2 separate regions of the Mus musculus genome follow, and region 2 is linked to region 1. Evidence: chromatin contacts called from public Hi-C data. All regions are on one chromosome and are shown on one strand. The core of a region is the stretch at or near the end of the contact, and the rest is flanking DNA. Distances in the headings are between cores, read along the strand shown. Region 1 has its middle 25 kb from the start of Gm31568. Region 2 has its middle 96 kb from the start of Gm24006.

Region 1 (5,564 bases), core at 1,714-4,213:
GAACAGATGATGAGAGTGATGGAGAGATGTCCGTAATCCCACTCCGGTGCTGTGTCCTTTGGGAGGCATCAGCTCCTCACACTGCCAGTCTGTAAACAAACGGGAACAAACAATCCATCAGTATTTGCTAGGACATTTTCTTGTAATCAAAACTATATGTGACAGGAAAAAGAGTTCCTTTGAGAAAGGGAAAACCCAAACTCTGACTCCTGTAACTTCTCGAGCCAAGACAGACAACATGAAATAAAGGCAAAATACAGAATTGTATGGACACTGTATTCCTCCAGAGAAATTCAGCTTTCTAGGGGGTTGGGGCGGATAATCCGAGTGAATGGACAGCATATGCTACAGTGATCCTTAGCGGCAGTCAACAGCAGCAGCTCTATGGGCAGTGCACTCTATCACTTGTCCCTGCTCCCAATAACTTCTCTTTCTTTCTCTGAAAACTTGCAGCATCTCTCTTGGTAGCATCACTAACAAGTCATTGCAACGGATACTGCTGTCACTGTGTCTCTAGACATCTCCTGCCCTGAGAAAGCACTTTGCACTTGTGAATTTATGGGTTACCAGCCGCCATTTGAAGAACTTGTTTTGGGCTCCGTTTCATACCTGAGGAAACTGGGGGACATAGACTTTATTTCCTCTTTTCAAATCTGGCTGGGAGATCCAGGGATCTAGGGAGATTTTTAGAAATGTATCGTTAAAATTCTTGGTTCCCCATCCTAAAAACATAGCAACTAATTTTGTTTTACATTATCAGTCTTTGGCGAAAACTCGGTCACTCGAGGGAATACATGCTTGCTTGATCTGACAAGATGAGAATCAAATCTATCTTCAGTCTCTATGATCACTAGACCACTCTATAGCTCTAAATCTTTGCTCACAAAGAACATTGACCTCTGTCCCCAGGGTCTACTTGGAGCCACATGGGGGAAGCTGGTTCTCTATGATCACATTGGACCACTGCATAAGGATCAGACCTGGGCGTATATTTGCTCATTAGAGGTCACGCTGCAGTTTCTTCTGATAAGAACAGGGAAGACTCATATCAGATTATCAATATTTTCTTTTAAAAGGCAATAGGAGAAAGAATCCCATAGCCAAGGAAAAGAAATGTAAAAGATCTTGGAAAATTCAGTTTGCCAGTGAGCTAGAATTTTCTGCTTTTCTCAATATCCTAGTTCAATGGATTGACAAGATTTGTAAGTGACCACACTGATCAGTAACCAGATACTCCCCTGCCCTCACCAATGACACAAGAATATGGGAGAAATTACTCCGGGCATCTCAGACTTCTCTCCTTTGACTCATTCTGCCACCCAGAGGAGACTCTATTTTCTAATTGACATTAAAAAAAATAGTATTAAGGAACAATACATGCCAGAGAAAGTACTTTCAAACTTGAACAATGATGAATCATGTAGAGAGCTTGTTGAAATTCATATCATGACTCAGTTGGGCTCAGACTTGTTCCCACATTCAGATGCCGGTCACTAAATTCAACCACCATATTCTTTGAGTCAGGAAATGATCGCTCCCACAGAAAAGGGATGAGGTAACGATGTCATACAAGACTCAGTCAGCCACCAGTCAGAGCAGAAACTGAACCAGTTCCTGGGGGCTGGTTTGGGGGGGGGGCAGGTTTTAAATGTGAATTTGTTTTAAAGTTGCAGTCAGTTGAAGGTATATCTGTATTACAGATGCATGCAAGTAAGGCTCCACTCCACTAAAAAGTAGAAATTATTTACCTGGAGTTATTTTTTTTTTATGTTGCTGTTAGTGTTTTATTTTTTTTATTTTTTTTATTACGTATTTTCTTCAATTACATTTCCAATGCTATCCCAAAAGTCCCCCCCCCACTCCCCTACCCACCCATTCCCATTTTTTGGCCCTGGCATTCCCCTGTACTGGGGCATATAACGTTTGCCTGACCAATTTACCTGGAATTATTAACTGGGAAAGATAAGCAACTCAAACACCAATTGCTACACTGCTTTGCTTGAACCACAACATGAGGAATGGCATACAATCTAAAATGGAAAAAAATCTCTAGAAAACTTGGAAGTAAGGGGCTACATGCCAGCACGTTACTGGGAAATTAATGTAGTCAGGGTAATAAACTCTCACTGAACTGAAACAGAGATATGCAGAGTCACCTTAAGAAAATAGAAACTCGACAAAGCCCACAGCACCTGGCTCCAGACTAATTCGAGGAGCTGATATATCTAAGGAAAAGAAGTATTCTTCATAAAGTTGGCCAGCATAGAGGCTTATAAAAGGCTAATCACGGTGTCTGTTTACTGGGAAAAGAGCCCCAGCTCAAGAATGTAGGAAAGCTGGCATCATCTATCCTCATCATGGGAAAAGCCGACTTACAGGACAGAACTAGTAGACTACAGCTCATTCTATGAATCTCGTTGAGGGGGTAAGATTTCACTAAGACAAAGGGACATGGTTTATTTCTACAGAGGCAGAGCTATGGCTGCTTTGTCACTATAGTTTGAAGAAGGGCTATATGGCTCACAAAACCTAAAACATTTGTTGTCTGACTGTTTAGAGAAGAACTTTCAAAACTTTATAAAACCCTTAACCAGGTAATTGGTTCCCGTCACTTTGATTCCACGCACCTCAAGCAAACTCGTGGTTTCGGTTTTGTTTCATAGGTCAGACACCAACAGCGGCAAGTGTCTCCCACAGCTCTTGGTTATTTTTAACTTATTTCTAGCCTAGATTTGGGGATTATTTTTTTTTTCTCATAGTGTCTGGGAGCTTGCCCTATCTGAATCATTTCCGTGAGTAATAGTTAGTTCCCTTTTCAATATGCTTTGTAAAATAAAGAAAATGAAACGCAATTCCCTGCACTTAGGAGGAAAACAGCTATGCATGTCGACTGTAGTAGGCTTCTTACTCATTCTGGAAAAGATCGGGGTTAAGGGCGAGCAGCAGGCCAGGGCCCAAAGCTGCACTTCACAGGGTTCTGTTTACTTCGGTTGTCATAGGAGCAGGACCCATCTTTACTCCCACGAAGGAAGGCAGACAGTCTCCCCAGATTCCAATGTTTCATTTCTGACTCGTAGAAGTCTCTGCTTTATTTTTAAACTTGACTTTTTCTTTTACTTCTTTCGATATTTTTATTTGAATTTCACATCTTCATGTGTTTGGCACAGATAAGATCCTCATATGAGCAGAACACGGTATGCTAGTTGCAAATTCCTTTCAATGACTCCCAGCAGGATCCATTTACTTGCTATAATTTATTGGATATTTTATCATTGTATAACCAACATTTGTTGAGTATATACCACATTGTGGATACCATAGCTAGTTTAGCCATCTGCAGGAAACGTTTGTTTCCTTTGTAGAGTCCATGGTTAAAGTATAATGGGGTGAATTTGACAACTCATCCTATATTAAGACACTCAACCCCTCCAAATTTCCTTAACAGCTAAGTTATTCTTTTCTAATAGATCTTTCACACATCTTTGATAACAGTCATGAAATAATACCTTGATAACCTACAAGGTAAGACATAATTTTCACATCTATCGCGCTGTCAATAAGGACAGTATTTATATTTGTATTTTGTTGTTTATTTATTGCATTCCACAGATGTCACAACAGCCTCTTTCCCTCAATGCAGCATCTCTAAGCATGGTGGGGAACAGTTTCCTGTTGGTGCACCGGGCTCTTTATGAATTTATCCATTTCACACTGAGAACTATCTAATTGTCTTTAGCTTCCATCTAAGGCAGTCCAATGGCCTTGCCTCTGAGTCACTGTGGAGTTTGGCCTGGTGATCCCTTCAGTACAGTAGACTGGAGATACAGAACTGACATCCTTCCCAGTGTTTTGCAAGCTTTGGGTGGCTCGTGTGGCTGTAGAGTTAACGGTGCCATCCAGAACACTCAGCAATATTTTCCCATTTAGAGGAAGAGCAAAAGGAGGAGGGAACTTAATGGAAATATAGCTGAACCAAATAGGATCTGTTCCAGCATTTTTCAATACAAAATAATGCAAACCTCTTAGCCATTAAGTCGCAGCTTAAGACAAAGTGCTTGAAATTACCTGTCATCACAGATTTTTTTACTGGTAGAAAGAAAAGCCCTCACGGTGTATTTTCAACTAACCGTATTGCCACCTAGTGGCCATTGAGGAAAATTAGTATCAGAAAATTGGAAGCAACTTTAGAAATGAAGACATTAGTAATACTGACAATAACTGCTAAGACTTACTGGATGTCTACAGTGTTCCTTGACTCTGTGCTCAAAACTGTATGTGTACTATCTAATTTATTCTCTTGACCATCCCCATTCCGTGGATGAACAAAAGAGGACTTTACAGGTTAGTTAGCATGTCATCTTTACACATCTACATAGCTAGCTACATAGATTCATAGTCAAGTCTACTGCATTTATTGAACGCTGTCGATGGTTGCAAAAAACGTCAGCTTAGACTAAAAGAACACGGTCGATAAACTGAAGCAAATTCACCCCCAAATGTTAGCATTTAAAGGAAATCACAACCTGCACTTTTCCACATAGGAAATAACCCACAACACATTCTAATCCTCTCCCAACTGATTTTCAATTGTGTAGTAATTAAAAAAAAGAAAACACATCTGGCATCTCTGAAACAGAATGGGTTCATTCGTTCATACAACAAGCTAAGCTTGGAAGATTGCTCTGTCATCAAGGTGCTTGGCGCAGTCATCAGCACCTGAGCTCAGATGCACTACACTCAAGCTACTGCGTATTCGTCTGAAATCCCAACACTGGGGAGGTGGAGGCTGGAAGATCCCAAGAGCTTTCCAGGCATGCCAATGTATTCAAAGAGGCAAGCTTCAGGCTCAATGATAGACCTTGTCTCAAAAGACAGATAGAGGGGGATAGACAGATGGCTGAGACCTCAAGAGTGAGGAACTGCTCTCATAGAAGTCTGGATTTGGATTCTAAGCACCCACACAGTACAAATAAACTGCAACTAAAGACTCCAGCAGGTCTCCGGCCTCATTGGCACCTGCACGCACATGTGCATGCCCGTACACACGTATAATTAAAAACACAAATAAATATTTTTTAAAGTAAGAGAGAAAATATTCAAGAAAGACACTCAACATCACCCTTGCCTATCCAAAGACATACACAGGAAGTGCATGTACACACACACACACACACACACACACACACAGAGAGAGAGAGAGAGAGAGAGAGAGAGAGAGAGAGAGAGAGTTACTGAACTCTAATGTGCTATGTTCTATACTGGGTACTAGGAATGCAGTAGAGCACTAGACACACCATCCTTTCCTGTAAGGAGCTTAAAATAGAGCAGAAAGGCACAGAAAAGTTAAATTATGTAGATTATAACACAGTAACACTCTGGAAAGAGCTCGCAGAAGAAATGCAGTGTTTTCTAACAAAGAAGAGCAACGCTCATTCCTGCAATGTGCGCACGGAGTGAGGAGACTGCGGGAACTGCCCACAGCAGGGCCCGTTAGGAAGGACTGTGTTGAGAAAGGGGACAATAGAACAGAGCACAGCCAAACACAGAGATCCTGAGCAGCAGAG
Region 2 (5,986 bases), core at 1,001-3,500, 170 kb before region 1:
CATTGCATACACTAGCATTTGCTGCAAGGACCCTGATATAGCTGTCTCTTGTGAGACTAGGCCAGGGCCTAGCAAACACATAAGTGGATGCTCACAGTCAGCTATTAGATGGATCACAGGGCCCCCAGTGGAGGAGCTAGAGAAAGTATCCAAGGAGCTAAAGAGATCTGCAACCCTGTAGGTGCAACATTATGAACTAACCAGTACCCCGGAGCTCTTGACCCTAGCTGCATATGTATCAAAAGACGGCCTAGATGGCCATCACTGGAAAGAGAGGCCCATTGGACTTGCAAACTTTATATGCCCCAGTACAGGGGAACGCCAGGGCAAAAAAATGGGAATGGGTGGGTAGGGAAGTTGGGGACTTTTGGGATAGCATTGGAAATGTAATTGAGGAAAATACATAATAATTATATATGTATGTATATAAAAGAAAGAAACAGCAATAGAGAAGCATAGAGAAATGAAACTGACCTACTTGCCCATATCACTTTCTTATATGACAGAAGGTAGTTTCTGATAAGTCTGAAGAACACAGTGGCTCTGTCTGGTGTGTAGGACATCCTGGCTCAGATGAAAGTATCCACTATCCACATGTCTGCTTTCTTTCTACTACTTCCCTTAGGGACAAAGGAGCTGAGGAATGAACAGCCCTGCTCCCTGCCTTGCAAGTTCTCTGCTGTGCTGCTTGCTATAGTAACACTTTCAATTATCAGGAACATATTTATAATGCATACTGCCAGCAGCATAGAGTGCAATGACCCAGTTCAGCTGCTGGAACCTACGCATGAAGCATATGAGAAGTACAACTCTCATTTCACAAGTGTGCAAACTGAGGCAATGCAAATCGAAAACTCCTACCTGGGGTTATTAGGGCCAGATAAGGAATACTCTCTCAGACATTCTTGGTTTGGTTGGCTGTTCCTCAAGTTTAGAACATTCTTCAGTTAGAGACACAAGAGAAACCTCATAGTTTGGCTAAGTATTTGGAGTTTGGATGAGGTTGAGTCAATTTATGTAAGGGGTACAAGTAGAGGGAAAACGTGTTTTAATCTCTTCTAGCTATTTACTCTGAGTCATCCATCTTTCAGGATAGTGGCCTCCATTTACATGATTGATGTCATGACAGCCATTTACACATTTGAAACTCTTAAAATGTCATTGGATGCATGATGTACTGGATTTTACTCAAAACAGGGAAAATGCAAATTGTTCCAAAATGACTTTCGTGGTTGGGATTTGATAGATAGTACCCCCAAAAAATTCCTAAGGTGATATTTAAAATATATATATAACAGAGTTGACTTCCCCCCACATACTTTGCTTTTGGAAATCTCATAAAATGTGTCTCTGTTGAGTGTGAGGACTATACTCCACAGCTAGTCTTTTCTGTGATTTGTGTCTTATCCCAATAAGCAAATGTTTTAAAACACACATGTACAAGCAACTTTTGCTTAAAAAAAATTGACTTCTCACTTGGGCCCACAAAGTAACTAAAAAGTATGATAAAGCTCTGATATTTCTGCTTTCGTTTTTATTCGGCTTCTTACTTTGGCCAAAGATATAGAGGTAAGTAGGTCACGGTCCTTAACCTTTGCCCTTGAGTTGCTGTGGATTCCCAGAACAGCAGCATTCTCAGGGTAAGAAAATCTCAGATGAGAACAGTCAGCCATGAGGGTGAAGATGTCCCTGGAGCAGAAGGAATAATTTTTTTAGGGAACAGATCATTCTTCTCAAACAAGCACTGCAAATAGGTTTCCAATAGTTTCCCCAACTAGTGAAGGCTCTGGGTTCCTGGAGACTTAATCAAAGAATTGAACTAGGGAATACTAGCAGTTTTCAGGGACATGTTTGATTCACACGAGAAAAACATAGTAGCAAGACAGCAAGTGAAGGGACTGAATGGGAGACGGTGCAAGAGCTCCAAGTCCCTTTTAGAGACTCTTATTTAGAAAAATAGACAGAGTGAGGGGCTCCATCCCTGCGGAAATGAATTAGATGTATTGTTGCCATGACTGACAGGAGGATAGCCATATAACTTTAGATAATCTGTGTGTATATTCTGTTTGCTTAAATATATGCACAATCATACATACTCATGAGATAGAAAATAAGGGTTTTTCTTTGATGGGTCATTCAGAGAATGACCGTTCATTCAGTTAGGCCCATTACTGTTCCTGTACCTAACACCAATATTATCTAGCATTTCTGCTCCTAGCAGGATGTGCCTGACTCAAGTTACCCACAGGAGGGGTGGAGGTTAAGTGTTGACTCACTGGGAAGAATACGGCTCTTAGTCCACTCGAGTGAGAGGTTTCCCAGGTTGCCTGGCTATACCTATGTTTGCCTGTCTCAGGAAGGCCTTCTTCAGACCACCCTCCAGAACCCAGATGAGATCATGATCAGCCAAACCAGGACAGCTTGATTTTGCAGGCAATTTGCTTCTGCCTCACCTTTTTGTTAAACCTATAGTATCCCAAAGATGGAATTGGAGCCATTGCACTTTTTGATTTGTTCTTATTTCTAATGTGACACATTAAAGAAATACCCTTTCTCTGCTTCTAACCATTACTTGTCTCTTTAATCGGCGTACTGGCAACGCACTTGGCACCAGGCAGGCAAAGCACTTAGCTAACGCATTAAATCAACACGTGCGTATTTCCTGGATTTTGCTTCACGTTTTCTACAAAATTGTAGCGACTACAGAGAAAGTAGAGAGGAAACTAAGCATTGTATTCTCCCTAGTCTGGCCAAACTGAGAATCAATACAATATTCTTCATCAACTTTGGTCTCCATCTGTTCAAGTAGAGAGGTAACTCTGGAGCAGCTGTAATGAATGTCAGCACTTGGGAACTGGACCAAAGACAACCATAAGAGAAGCCTGTGACTCACTGATTCCTGTGGTTGGAGTGAGGGGAGTTATGAGCCACTGGCTGTTTTTCCTGGTTGCCTGGTCCTTTGGTATTGACTGTCTATAAAAATATATTGATGAACTAGTAAAGGAAAGGGGATTTTAGATCTCTGTCTTGTACGTTTTGTGCAAAGCATGCTAGTGTTTAGTTTTATGATTTAGAGAGTTACTGGTAAACCCACACTCTGAACCTTGGTTTGTTTTGTACTCTTGGCACCAATTTGTGATGGGGCTTCATTTAAACAGCCTGTCAGTTTAAAAGCTCCACTGAGCCACTGGCTGAATGGTTGTTTGATTGCATGACCTGAAAGTTCAGACGACGTTTTTGTGGAGTGTTAGCACTGCTTGTTTTCTGTAGAACACTGCTTAGCATGCTTTGGATTTTCTGTTTGTCTCCATGTTTGGAGCTTGAAAGCCACTTGGATTTGTCTTTTCTCAGCTGAGTACCGTTCGTGAAACAACTACATTTGGGAGTAAATCATTTCTCCCCTCTGAGGCTCAGATAGCCACTCGGACGCTGTCTCTGTTATGGAATAAAAAACAAGAATCTTAGAACACTGCATGCTTACAATCTCAGTAAATTTCTTGTGAGATCTCTGTTGTGTTTTGTGCAGATGTAAAACATTGCAAGTCTATACTATACTGGGCACCCTTGAGAAGAATCTCTGTTGGTTCAACCTTTTGTGATCTAAGAGCACACAGAATTAATACAACTGTTTTATCTGTCTTTTGTTGTATTAGTCTCTGAGATAATTGGCTTGAAGAGAGGTATACCAGAAGCAGTAATGTCATTAAAGACATATTCCAGTAATGTTCCCATGGACTCAAAAATAATAATAATAGACAAATGTTCCTTGTGACACACTCTGAGTAACTACATGACCAGGCTTTTTACAGGGGAGTCGAGGTTGTCTAGTCTTACAATAGGTACAGTTTAACAAGGAAATGCATCATGGTTCACCCCATCCTGAGCTGAAGAATTCCAGTGGCTTGCATAAGAGTTTTGTCACCCACATCTTTTACTGCCCTGTACTTCTGAGACTTTCTGAGACATATGAGAGGACACTCAGCCAGTGTCCAATGAGAAAAAAAAAATCCTCATTAATCATCACATATTCCTAACCTAAAATACATCCCTAACTACTAGCTCTTATGTTAGCCACCAAGACAAACCCTAGCCTAAAACTCAATTTGTTCTAGAAGTCCAAAAAATTACTGGCTAATGTACTTGTGGTCATTTTTATTTGTTAATATGTTGTTGCAAATCCTATTACTTATTATTCTTGCCAGGCCTAATTTATAACATAGTTTGCTTTTGTATTAATTTACAAGATTGCTATGTATCACCTGTATCTTTTTTCTACCCCTTAACAAGCTGTCTTCTCAATATCTTAATCTCAGTTAGGCCTACCTTATAAAATGCTTAGGATCCAATGCTTCTAAATATTAACTCTAGAAACAAAAGGTTAAAACAAAACAAAAACCTTGCTGTGTGTTTGTACAGCAGACAAAAACATTAATTATAAGTTTAAAATTAAGACATCATCTTAGTTTATTGAAAATATAATTTAGATATAACTCTTTATTCAGAGAGTTGATGAATCTATGCAGCCTCTGTAGCTGAAGTGCTATTAACTTCTTAAGGACTATTACAATAGTATATTGGCTCTGTGAAAAGTATTCCATAAAACATGAAAATGATTTGAATATGCTGTATTTTACAAGAGTGATAAGCATCTATACTGCTTTACTAAAAGCAAATTTAGTTTTTTTAAAACATAATTCACTGAGCCATAACATAAAAATTCTGTTGAGTTATAAAGTTCTATATTTACATAGATGTCAGTAAAGATTTCTTCCAAAACAGATTCTAGGAAGAAAAGTTATTATTTTTTAATAGCTAAGCTTAATAAAAAATCAGAGAGCATATGAATGCTTCATGCCAGTCAAAATACCTCTAAATGACTCACCTTAAAATAATTTTAGAAGATTATTGATATGTTTTTTCAAGGATGCAACTAATAAATACAAAATTCGTATTAAGGCTCAGATACATATAAAATGATGGTTGTGTGTTTGTTCAAGATTTGTATGGTAAATTTCTATGTCTGAACTAGATTTATGGGCAATTCTACACACTATGAGGAGTAGCAGCTAGGATCTGGGACAGGTTTCACAATGTTTTGTGAGTAACGGCTGAAGTGACTAATACTAACAAGTCTAGGGAGAAATTGTCAGCCTGGGTTCAATTCCTGGGATCCAGTAGAAATAGAAAAAAAGATTCTCACAAGTTAACCTCTGACCTTCACAGGAGTACACACACACAAATAAATAAATAAATAAAAGTACAATATCATTTTCTTTTGTAAAAAATACATAAAAGACACTGGAAAGATATAGGTAGTTAAAAGCACCTACTGGTCTTGCAGTGACTCTGGTTCAGTTCCCAAGACTCACATGGTGACTCACCACCATCTGTAACTACAGTTCCAAGTGAACCAATGTCTCTCTCTGGCCTCCACAGCACCAGACATGCAGGTATACATATAGGCCAGATACACATAAGACAAATTAATAGATTTTTATAAATCTTAAAAACATGCAAAAGCTACAAGGACTGTATCAGAACACAATGCTAAGAACCCAAACCTGACTGATATTCTCGACAGTTGAGAGTAAGATGTTTATTAATGTCTCAGCCTGGAGACGCTCCTACCTCCTCTCTTCTGTCAGTTGTAGATTTTCATTCATTTTCATAGCTATCTAGTCGTCACTCCTGAGACAGAGAACTGGGATAAGGGAGAGACCCAAGAATCAATGGAGTGACCTTAACTGAGACACTGGGGATATGGAACCTGAAGAGGCCACCTCCAGTAGTCAGACAGGAATGCCAGTGGAGAGATAGAGACACCAACCCACCCACAAAACTTCCAACCCCAAATTTATCCTGTCTACAAGAAATGCAGGCACAGGGGAGAGAGCAGAGACTGAGGGAATGACTAACCAATAACTGACCCAACTTGAGACCCATCCCATGTTATGTTTGCAGGCAGGGGCAAACTTTCTTTTGAGAG

The links. Hi-C and Micro-C count contacts between places; a contact is called where the count stands out from the background.
Region 2: a Hi-C map of tail fibroblasts shows a contact between it and region 1, with 3 times the contacts expected there. A contact is called at or near these places in 8 of 484 Hi-C or Micro-C datasets (the C2C12 cell line, ECoMG-derived neutrophils, Th1 cells and 5 more) and 5 of 130 datasets of targeted methods (CD8 T cells, bone marrow-derived dendritic cells, bone marrow-derived macrophages and 2 more).

The regions. Positions count from the first base shown.
Region 1 is chr19:35,124,075-35,129,638 of GRCm38.p6, reverse strand. No RefSeq gene overlaps it. Among named protein-coding and RNA genes, the nearest start is that of Gm31568, 25 kb to the left of the region's middle.
Region 2 is chr19:35,295,940-35,301,925 of GRCm38.p6, reverse strand. No RefSeq gene overlaps it. Among named protein-coding and RNA genes, the nearest start is that of Gm24006, 96 kb to the right of the region's middle.